Regions from separate parts of the Mus musculus genome. Here regions 2, 3 and 4 are each linked to region 1. The links are chromatin contacts, called in public promoter capture Hi-C maps. All regions are on one chromosome and are shown on one strand. The core of a region is the stretch at or near the end of the contact, and the rest is flanking DNA. Distances in the headings are between cores, read along the strand shown.

What was found. Promoter capture Hi-C pulls out the DNA fragments that hold promoters and counts their contacts. Capture Hi-C pulls out chosen DNA fragments and counts their contacts.
Region 2: a promoter capture Hi-C map of embryonic stem cells shows a contact between it and region 1, with 2.1 times the contacts expected there. The contact joins the promoter of Gypa here to the promoter of Smad1 in region 1. A contact is called at or near these places in 2 of 39 promoter capture datasets (embryonic stem cells and hippocampal neurons).
Region 3: a contact with region 1 is called in a promoter capture Hi-C map of hippocampal neurons, with 4 times the contacts expected there. The contact joins the enhancer-like site here to the promoter of Smad1 in region 1. A contact is called at or near these places in 2 of 39 promoter capture datasets (frontonasal cranial neural crest and hippocampal neurons) and 4 of 115 datasets of contacts at active chromatin or transcription factors (astrocytes, embryonic stem cells and neural tube).
Region 4: a contact with region 1 is called in a promoter capture Hi-C map of adipose tissue, with 3 times the contacts expected there. The contact joins the promoter of 0610038B21Rik here to the promoter of Smad1 in region 1. A contact is called at or near these places in 3 of 39 promoter capture datasets (the 3T3-L1 cell line, liver and pre-B cells) and 1 of 9 other capture datasets (adipose tissue).

The regions. Positions count from the first base shown.
Region 1 is chr8:79,398,117-79,401,033 of GRCm38.p6, forward strand. It overlaps Smad1 (SMAD family member 1), which reads right to left and starts at 1,312. Exons shown (of 7, transcript NM_008539.4): 1 at 1,137-1,312. Gm51578 (a long non-coding RNA gene) reads right to left here. Exons shown (of 3, transcript XR_003947567.1): 3 at 2,594-2,917.
Region 2 is chr8:80,492,782-80,495,484 of GRCm38.p6, forward strand. Gypa (glycophorin A) reads left to right here and starts at 1,264. Exons shown (of 8, transcript NM_010369.3): 1 at 1,264-1,306. The coding sequence starts at 1,273. RefSeq lists a cis regulatory region at 986-1,168.
Region 3 is chr8:78,232,321-78,235,020 of GRCm38.p6, forward strand. The region is part of intron 5 of Ttc29 (tetratricopeptide repeat domain 29); the gene reads left to right. Among named protein-coding and RNA genes, the nearest start is that of Ttc29, 20 kb to the left of the region's middle. Within about 2 kb of position 1,406, at least 7 of the 459 cell types and tissues checked have an H3K27ac peak or open chromatin away from gene starts, as enhancers often do. A contact at or near this core is called in hippocampal neurons, where this site is marked.
Region 4 is chr8:77,515,789-77,518,488 of GRCm38.p6, forward strand. It overlaps 0610038B21Rik (RIKEN cDNA 0610038B21 gene), which reads left to right and starts at 1,268. Exons shown (of 1, transcript NR_028125.1): 1 at 1,268-2,700. Arhgap10 (Rho GTPase activating protein 10) reads right to left here and starts at 2,119. Exons shown (of 23, transcript NM_030113.2): 1 at 1,842-2,119. The coding sequence starts at 1,995.

The DNA.
Region 1 (2,917 bases), core at 62-2,561:
GAATCTGCTCCAAAAACAGGAAGGCATTACATAAACCAAGCAACTCCTTTCAGTCCGTGCTTTGAAAACTTCAGATGTCACCCAGGAACCCAAGAGAGGGGGAAGAGGCCAGGGGTTGACAACAAGCATTCTACAACGATGCTCTCTTAGATGGCTGTGGCATAGGCGGCGATTTTCAGATGGAAAGCTCTTGGCTGGATTACTTTGTACCGTGCATTTAGAAAAACTACATGTGCCTCCGAATAAACAAAAGCCGCGACTACCATACTGTCTGGATGTAGCCGGTGATGGTCCCTCCTGGCTCCTCCGAGCACCTCGGGGAGACGCTGGCCCCGCAGCCTTCGCACGCAGTCCGCAAAGCGGCTGCACAGGCCCGCGCTCTCACGCCCACCGCCCCCACCCCGCGACAGAAACACTAACAAAGACGGTCTGGACGAGAACAGTTGTTCTCGGCGCTCGGAACGCGCAGTGAGGCAATCGAATCCGGTAAAGGGAAAGGAATGAGGCGACACTGGGCGACGCAGGGGGTGTAGGCGGAAGGGGGCGGGGGGGGGGGGGGGGAGACGCGAGGCCGCCAGACCTTTGAATAAATCAGAGGGAACTACGCTACGAACTTTCCTTAACCCCGATCCCCAAATCAGGCTGTGTGGGGACCCACAGGGGTGCGCGCGTCCATCCAGGGAGACCCGAGCTGAGCGCAGCGCTGTCCCCGCGAGGGTCCGCAGGCCGGGGCGGGGACACAATGGGGCTGCGGCCCGATGCGGAACGGGGGTCCCCGGAGAACTGGACACGCCCGACAAAGACGCGGGGAGGCAGGGAGGTCTGGCGGCAGGTTCGCGGCCGCGAGGCGCCATCATGGGGGGGGGGGGGGACTGCGTCCCGGAGCTCGTCCCAGATTTCCTTCAGCGCGGGTCCCCCGAGTCCTCCCGGATCCTCCCCGGAGCCCGTCCCAGATCGACCCCAGAGCCCGCCCAGAATCCCCTCGGAGCCTGTCCCCGATCCTCCCCCGGAGCCCGCCCGGGATGCCCCCCGGAGCCCGCCCAGGATCCCCCCCTGGAGCTGGTCCCTGTCCCGGTGCGCCCCGCGCGGCACAGGACAAGTCTGTCTCGAGTCGGCTCGGGTACGCTCGGCTTTACCGGCTCGGCGGCGCGCCCATCCGCAGGGACGCACGAGACCCGGCGCCGGGTCCCGTGCTCCGATCCGCTCCCGGCCGCCGTCCCCGCGCTCTGCTTAGCTCCGGGCCGCCGTCCCCGCGCCTCGGCCCCGGCCTCGCCTTGGTGCGCCCGCTCGCTCCCCGAGCCTGGATTGATCTGGTCGCGCTGGCGTCAGGCAGTCGGAACCGCCCAGCCTCCACAGCCCGCCTGCCAATACCCGGCGCACAACCCGCCTGCCGCTTGCCCTCGCTCACACGCGCACCGCGCGCGCCCGCTGCCGCTTAGGGATCCTCTCCAAATTACCGGCCCGCGCCTTCCTCTGACTCTAGTCCCTGCCTAGCTGCCAGTCAAATTCCAAAGCCTGTGTTATTTTCTGAAAAGTTCTCGAACACGACCATCGAGCCCACTCAGTCGTCCTAAAAACGCATTTTTAAAGGCCCTGCAATCACTGACTCAGTGATTTACCGGCCCTTCATGTAGCATGAGCCTCAAATTGGCTGACCTGTTAACTACTAGGTAGATACATTTATTTCCAGTATGTACCCTTCCTGCGGCAAATGACAGAAACCATTTGTATGTTTGTTAAAAGGTCTCGTAGCCCAGGATGACCTCGAACACGCTTTGAAGGGGAAAAGGCCTTGAACTTCTCTTCCTCCAGCCTCCACATCCTCAGTGCTGGGATTACAGGGCTGCACATATTTTTATTTATAAGGTTCTGGGAATCATCGAACCCATGGCCTTATGCATGCTGGACAAGAACTTTACAACTGAACTTCCTTGCTTTCTTGTTTGCCTGGAAATGAGATCTCTCTCTACAGACCAGACTGGCTTTGGACTGGGAAATACCCTTTTAGTACTGTAAATTTGGGTGCAATCTTTTAGATAACAGTTTTGCCCCTATTCCCACCCACCCCCCCAAAAAAACCCACAAAACAAAAATACACACACACACACAAAGGAACTCACATCTTACTGATCTGTTCAGACACCAAAAACACCTTCTTGAAACAATCAACTTTTTTTCTTGGTCAGTTTCTGGAAGTTGGCATGGAATCTTGAACACTTATCATAATGTTGAGTTATGTTTAGAGAAGAACTATTCTAGGAGTAAATGCCCCACAAACCAAAAAAAGAAAAAAATCATTGCCCGCAATATAAAGAAATACCAAAGGCCACTACAAATTAATGACACTCTCCAATTATTCCTGTACCTTTACATGCTTAGCACTCCACTTAAAATTCTTATTAATTATTTAAGTATTATATCTGCATTACATATTTAATTATTCAAAGGAAATGCAACAAATCCCATAAACCCATAAAATGCCATTTATAAATTATACATAAGAATATTCCTGCTAATTAAATTTCTTTCTTCATTAAACTATTTGAGCACTTACTGGTCAATTCTTGGATCTCATCTTATTTTCCTTAAAAGCAGCATTTGACATAGTTGGTTGCTCTCTGGTCCCTTGGGCAACAGTTGGAGTGAGCCTGGCTTAAAGCCACTCAGGGCCATTTCCCTCCCCTGTACAGACCCTCTGTAGATGAAAAGAGTGAGGTATATCCATACATGGGAACATTACTCAGCCATAGAAAAGGAAAGAAGCACTTCCCCTGCCTCCCAGGGTGGAATGAGAGCCTCTGTCCCATCCTCAGCACAGAATAAACCGGGTGGGATGGTGCTGGCCTCTAATGCCCACCCTCTGGGCTGGAGCAAGGTCAGAAGTCCAAGGGCATCCTTGGCTATATAGTAACTTCAA
Region 2 (2,703 bases), core at 14-2,513, 1.1 Mb after region 1:
CCCAATACTACTTAGAGAAAAGTAGCCAAGCACATACAGAACCAACCTGATGAGATCTCTGTCAGATTGCATGTCTCAAACACAATTGTTTAATCTTCAGACGCTGGCTCAAAATTCTCAAAACACAGTTGTGCTTGCCTGACACATTTGTGGGATGTAAGTCATAGATACGACCTGATGATACTCCTGGACAACGAAGAGGAAGGGAAAGACTTGATGTTTTCTCCAGTTGTGTTTTCTTGTTTTGTTTTGTTTCCACATTTCGTTTCTATTATGCAGAACAGCCACTAGAGGTCGCCACGTGTCTCCATTTCCACACACTCGAATTTTCAACCTGAGAAGCCACCAGCTTTTGCATTTCTTTAAATTCGGGGGCGGGGGGGGAGGGGAGGACGCATCAAGGACACCAGAAAGAACCGCAATTCTCTATTAGCTGGTGGTCAGCTCCCGCTCCGCAGCTTAATAAGGGCTGATTTCCAAAGACTTTCGAATCAAAGCTACTCTTCTCCTATGTCCTGAGCCCAAGCCGGTATCTGCCTGGAGTTTGTCTCCGCTGTGGTCGGGCTTCCTGCTTCTGCTCAGCGCTACACACACTCCCTTTATGCTTTCAGGGTGACTGGGGTTTGCCTGGTCTTGTTTTCTAGCGTTTACTTTTGTTATTTGGGGATTGCCTCACGGTCACTGAGCAACAGAGCATTTTAAAGCATTGTAAAGCACGTAACTGCTTTTATAGCCACACGGACACTGCAGTTCAGTTCGAATTCCACTTTCCTGGAAGATTTCTCCCGACTCACGTTTCTTTCATTACTCTTTGAGCTGTCACGAGCTTGACAGCCTTTCAAACCTCAGAGTTCGCAAACATTGTGTAAAGTTTTCAATGCATGCAGTTCGTACACAAGAAGCCACTTTCTTAAGGGATCATAGGGACCCCCGCATTAGAAACACTCCTACTCTCCAAGTCCAGCGCCTGCCCTGACCTCTGCAGTCTCTATGTCCAGTTGAGTGGTCCTTGGTGCTGCCTTGTGGTGCTCACTTCGTTTACATGAAGTAAATTTAACACAGCAGGCAATTCTTTGGAACAAAGATTTTAATTCCACTCTGGTCCTCGCAGTTATGCAGACCTCTAGTTATCTTTATTAACAGACACTAAATAATGTTGCATCATTTAAATGCTAGCCAATGTGTGTCAACGGATAGAGGCCCCGGGAAGGTGGGCCTGAGAGATACCAGGAGGTAGGCAAGGCCTTCCTAAGGCTGACAGACACTCCCAGTATGACCGAGAGCACAGCTGCTGTGACAACATCAGGTGAGTGAATATTTTCAGCTTGATGATATTTTATTCTCGATGACTTATTTAAACTATGAATTGCCCCAATGCTGGTTTTCTTACTTAACTGAACCAATGACTGAGTAGTACATTCAGTTTCAGTCTGGAGGGTGTGTTTAAATAGGATTCAGCTAGGGACAGGAGTGGCACACTGCAGCCCACAACCATTTGTGCCTGAATAGCAGTTCCCCAGTCTAAGAAATGCCTTTGATTCTAACCCTAGATAGCAGTAAACTTGTATCAAGTGTAAGTAATATCGTTACATAAATAACCATGTTACTTCGCTTGGGGCTATGAAGAGACTTATTTCTAAGCTAAGGTTAACTGGTGAAGGTTAGGGTAGACTTATGCCCTTTCTTTTTCAAAACTAGTATAACCAGTTTCTCCTGCTGAGAGGAGACAAGCTGTCAGCATGAAACTGAGGGGTTTCTCTTTGTGGAACTGTTACTACTGTTACTAAGAAAACAACAACAAAAACAACAATAACCACAAAAACCTTTCTAATTGCTCTATGGCTGGGCTGAATCCAAAGTAATATGTTTTTAAAATAAATTAATATAATTTAATTTAATTTATTAAAATAATTTAATTTATTAAAATAATTAAAATTTTAATTTAATATTTTTAAAATTTTAATCGAAATTTAAATTTTAAAAATTATTAAGATAAATTGATATAATAAAATAAATATAATATAAAATAAAATAAATATAATATAATATAAAATAAAATATTTTAAAGTAGCCTTACTTTTGGCCTCCTGAGGATATTTTAAGCCATGTTCTCTCAAACACAGTGAGTGACTCTGTGTTAGAAACACATAGCCCAGGCGAGGGGGGGGGGAGCATATTTCATCCATGGCACAGCTACGGCCTGAGTCAGGGTGGACAGCAGAGAAGTGCTGAGCTCTCTGTAGGACACTGGGTGAGATTCAGTCTCCCTGGCAGAGGGTATGAGGCAAGCGTTAGGAACACGGGCACAATGTGGGGCCTAGTAAACACAGAAGTGGATGATCACAGTCAGCTATTGGATGGGTCACACGGCCCCCAGTGGAGGAGCTAGAGAAATTACCCAAGGAGCTAAAGGGAACTGCAACCCTATAGGTGGAACAACAATATGAACTAACCAGTACCCGGGAGCTCTTGTCTTTAGCTGCATATGTATCAAAAGATGGCCTAGTCGGCCATCACTGCAAAGAGAGGCCCATTGGACTTGCAAACTTTATATGCCCCAGTACAGGGGAACGCCAGGGCCAAAAAGGGGGAGTGGGTGGGTAGGGGATTGGGGGGGTGGGTATGGGGGACCTTTGGGATAGCATTGAAAATGTAAACGAGGAAAATACCTAATTAAAAAAAGAAGAAGAAAAAAAGAGATTG
Region 3 (2,700 bases), core at 156-2,655, 1.2 Mb before region 1:
CCAAACTGCGGTACCTCTTATTCTCGGGTGTGCTTTCTGGTGCTCCCCCCGCCCACACACACACAAGCATGGTGTTCTGGGTGACTGACTTTTTTGCCTGTCCTGGAGTTGGTGCCACAGCCCTCTTCATGGATTCAGTTGTATGTGGTGCCCCTCTTTGTTCCAAATGCTTTTCTTGCATATTGCTGTTTAGTAGGGATTTTAAAATTGTCACTGGGTCTTCAGTGAGGATTGCACCAAATTCCAATGTTATTCTCCAGTGTACTGCAAAACGTGAAGGGGGTTTTCCCATGTGTTTTTAATAGGTACATATTGCCAACAAAAAGTTTCCTCAGTTTCTACGTTTCTTAGACATTATGGGCTTTTAACATTTTAAAATAATTTTCTAATTTTTTCTGAGGTGATCATAAAGTTTGCTAAGATGATAATAAAATTACTAAATTTTCTAAAATTGGACTATATCCCTCAATTCTGGGGTAAAACCTACTTACATGGTGTAGCTTTGATTTGTTCTCTCTCTCTCTCTCTCTCTCTCTCTCTCTCTCTCTGTGTGTGTGTGTGTGTGTGTGTGTGTGTGTGTTTGTATGTATGTGTACATTTTCATCTAAATCATAGGGTTAACCTGTAATCTTTCTTTTCCTGCCCTACAATTTTATAGAAAACATTGGGAGGTTTAAATCAGATAATTATATGCCAAGCGTTGCGATCAGCATCTGTACATGAAAGACTATGGCTGTTGCTGTAATTAGGGCTGTGCGGCTGCTGTGCACAGCTGCATCTGCTTTTGTGCTCCTGCCTCATTCTTGATAAGGTTCGAAGCGACTTCTCTGTCTTTTATATAAGTAGCTGTTTGTTTTGTGAGATGCCCCCCACCTCCTTCTATTTTATTATCTTTCAGTTTACCCTTGATGTGTTCTCTTCTGCTCTGTCTTTGGTCTAATTTCATTGTGTCTGTTTCGTTATTTCTTTCTGTCACCCTGAGTTGGAAGTGCCTTCCTCGCTCGCTCGGAACGGCTGCTCCCTGTTTTCACAACACTCCTGTGGGAAGCTTCCTTCTGACCTGAGGACGCTTGCTTCTCAGGGATGTGATGTTTGGGCATCTTTAAAACCCCAAATATGTCAAGAGTCCATAAAAGGCTTCACTTTGAAGCAATGAATAAATTAGAGATTTGTTTATGCATTTGCAGACGAATGGTTTTTGTGTGTGCTTGCTCTCTGCTGCTTTCATTCAGTGGAAATGAGGGTTTGAGGAGGGAACCTTGGCTCAGATGATACACCGTGCATGATATAAGCTCATGAAATTTCCAGTGTAGCTAGTACAGCCAACTTTTATAAAAACAGTCTTGTACGTTTTAGAAATTAATCCATGTTGTACATTAATTTGCTGAACAGTTGGCAGACATAGCTTTTGGGATCCAGTCACCAGCTTGCTTGAGTCTGTTATTCCCTTCAGCCGGGTATGTGTTAGCCATGTAATTTTTCTTTTACTGTATCTGTAAGTTTCTGAGAGAAAATTCATTTCAATCACTTTGTCTTCATTGTCCTGTTGATTCTCTACATGTTGAAGCCGTTGCATCTGGTGCATTTTTTTCTGCCTGCCGTATTTCTCAGTGATCCATCCATTTATAGACCTCTGAGCCTTCTGCTCTTCTGATTGTTTTTCTGCTTGAATTCTGTTCTGTGTGCTGTTGATCGTGCTGCGAAGGCTGCCTGCTCGCCTCCTGTTAGCATTTTCAGTGTTGTTCAGGAACTAGAAAGAGACAACGCACTCCCTGCCTGCTCTCTATTTTATGTACAATTTTTTTTAAGTTTGAATTCAACATTGTTTTGTATTCTCAAAAATACCTTCTCCTTGTTTTACAACACTCTTGCTAATTACAAAACTTGATTTTAAATATTGTTAGTCCTGACTAGTAATTTTCTAGATATTCATGATAGCTGCCATAAGGTCAACATGCTATTTATGGCAAGTTATCTCTCCCAGACTCTGTCTTGGCAGAGGGTCAGAATGATCAGTGTCTGTGCTTTTCATTATTGCGCTTCTCACCGCTTTCTGGAAGTTTGATCCCTCATGCACGGGGCCTGCGAGGAGCATTCATCTATCTCTCTCTCTCTCTCTCTCTCTCTCTTTCTCTCTCTCCCTCTCTCTCTCTCTCTCTCTCTCTCTCTCTCTCTCTGTGTGTGTGTGTGTGTGTGTGTGTGTGTGATACTCATCTCTTTATAATGATAATCAAAGAAGGTTTACTCCAAATGCCTTATAACTCTGTCCTTAAGTCTGACAAGGGAAAGCACACCCTGAACTTACCTTTCATGTGGAAGAAAGTTAAAGGATGCTAATGAAAACTGTGTCATTGGTGAGGCAGTCACCTTAGAACCACAAAAATCAGTTCTGGAGTTGCCCTTGAGCATTGAGATGTAACCTGTCTTTTTACTCAATTTACCATAGGTTTGGTTTTTTTTTTTTCCATCTAAAAAATACAAAATGACAGTGGTAAAATGAGCCTACGCTCGTAATGAACTTAATTTTTCAAAAGGAAAAGGAAGAAGTAGGTTTAGCAGAGCCCCTGGGAAAGGGGACAGAGAGGCGGCTGAGGGAGCGAGGAGGTTCTGAAGAGGTGAGGTCTTGTTCAGTTTTCACAGCAAATGTCATCACCTCACTGAAGAAATGTCACACTATAAAAAAAATCAAAATGCAAGTTT
Region 4 (2,700 bases), core at 18-2,517, 1.9 Mb before region 1:
CTGGCTGCCTCAGGGACGTGAGGCATGCTTCCTGCCAGTGGAGCAGCTAACATGCAGTCACAGAAATAGCTTTCTACCTATGGCCAAACTGACTGCCATCTGCCCCTCTCCTAATCTCCCTAGCTTCAAAGGAAGCTACTAGCCAACAGACCAGACTGGGAGATGCCTGACACCCGAACCCCAGAGCCCACATAGACACGGAAAGGAAGGTCCAGCTCCGAAGCTGTCCTCTGACCTCCCACGCGTACAATGGCTCAAAAGCACACACACAGTTTTTAAAGAATAGGTACACGTATGTCCTCATCTACTGATGCTGAACACTGGCCATGGAATCCTACACATCCACTTCCCAGTCCATGGATGTCCGCACACCTCCCTGCCTCTGGTCATTTCTCCACATTTACTGACTCTCCCTCTGTTTCCCACCTAGAACAGAAAACCTCAAAGCCAAAGGCCTGCACAGCCACCAAGCAAATAACCCACTCATCAAAAAAGTGATTTCCAGTCCCAACTTTGAAATACGGAAGAGGTCACAGAACCAAAGGAACCTTGGAGATGGTCCAGAGAAGTTGAGCGACTTGCTTCCCAAATTACAGGGATGGCTCCACTAAATTCTTCCCATTAAAAAAAATATTTCAACTCATTCATTAAGTGAATATTAACTAGGCCAGGCACTTGATTGGGTGGATGAGAATGTACACTCAGTACGTTTTAATCTTCCTGGACACAAAACGGTGGGGTGAAAATGTACCTGGGGTGTTTTTTCCAGGGGTGCTGTCTACAAACAAATGGAATAAACGCCCAGAGATGGAGAGTATTGAGCCAGGGAACCTAACCAACCCAAGAGGATAGGTAGAGCACCTATGCTTGGCTCCTGCACTATCAGGCCTTTTAAGGAGGGAAAGGGGTGTTCGCAATAACTCAAGGAATGAATTCAGGGTTCCAGGGTGGCCTGGATGCCAGCACCTGGTCCTGGAGAACGCCCATTTATAGAACATTACAACCGTTTCTGCACAAATTTCAACCAGCCTCTACTCCTAAGACTCACTACAGCTTCGATACACCTCTCTTTCTGTTGTCTTCAGAGGTGGCTTGAGGGTGTGTTAGCTTGCTTGTTTGAATACAGATGGAACTGAGGTGGCCAGCTTCGAGCATGAAGAGTAGAATTTCCTACTCACAGGCACTTCTCGCAGGCCAGAACCTGGAGCAGTCTGCCCACTGACCCTTTCAACCCCTAATCTTTGAACCCGCCTCAGCACAAGACAGAGGAATGTGCAGAAGGCAGCACAAAGCCAGGTAGACTTTCTGGTTTAGCTCACGAGGGACGTAGGTCGGTGCTGTCGCGCAAGGCAGAAAGGGGATACATAAGAGGTGTAACTTAAAGGACTTTTGACGATATCAACTACAGGCAGAGTCCCAAAGCATTTCCAAAAAAAATTACTTGGAAATGTTAGGAGACAAAACTATCAAACTGATTGATGTCTCTATTTTGCGGGAGACTGGAAGCAGCGTTAGGGCGCAGTAAAACCTGACTCCGGAGCAGAGCCTCCATTCGCTCCGGCCGGCGCCAAAGCGTGCTCAGCTGGGCCAGGCGGGAGCCCCGGGGCAGCTCCCACGCACAGCTCCTCGCTCCCGCGCCACCGAGGGCCAGGATCGGGGAAAGGAACGCGCCCGAACCTCCTGGGAGAGGAATGCCCTGGAGCTTATCTTATCCCCTAAGGAATCGCCTATTCCTCCAGCCCGGTCTTAGGAGCACTGAGCCATCCCACTTGGCCGGGGAAGACGATCCTCCCGCCTTCCTCGCCACGCCGCAGCCCGAACGCGAACAGGACCCCGCTTACTTTTGGTGGCAGAGATGAGGTTCTTGCCGTCTTTGATGAGCTCTTTGATGAACTTGTTGGTCCTCTCGAGCTCCGCTTCGTGCGCGCGGATCCTCTCCCGGAACCACGGGCTGTCGAGGTAGCAGTCGCTAAACTCCAGGGGCTGCAGCCCCATGACTGCGGCGGTGCGCGCGGGCGCAGGCCGAGCTGGGCTCCCAGGCGGCGGCAGCGAGCGGCTAGCAGGGCTGAGCGCGCGGCGAGCGCAGCACGGTCATGTCCAGCCCAGCCCAGCGACCCTGGAGAGTACGCGGCGCAGCTCCCCAATCCCGGCAGCCCCCGGCAGCAGCAGAGGCCGCCGCCCGGCCCCGCCCCGCCTCGGGCGCGCCCGCCCCGCCCCGCCCCCGCCCGCACGCCCCTGCTCTCCCGCCCGGGCGCCTTCGGCTCTCCTCCTCCCTGCCCTTCCCCGAACGCCTCTTCCTTCTCTTCCCCACGCGCAGTCGCCCCTCCTCTTCCTTCCGAGGCAGCGGCGATGGAGAACGTAGTCTGTGCCCTCCACCCCCGGACGCCTGCACCTCCCCGATCTCGGCTCACAAGGTCCAGGTGACTCAGGCTGGTCCCCGAAGTGGACGCCTGACCGAACGGGATGGTGGGTTTGTAATAGCAGGCCTCGGTCCCCGAGATCAGACGACTTAAAAGTCGGGGCGGGTGGAAATGATTGACTCATTTTATCTGTGTACCGAAGGAAGGGTGCTTCGCTGTGCAAGGGCTCGCACGCCGGGTGCTCTCTCTCCTTGTCTAATCAGCTGCCTTCGCGGGAATGCTTAACGTCTCCAACTCAGCGTGGACTCTACAGATTCTAGAACATTTTTCTTCGTGTCCA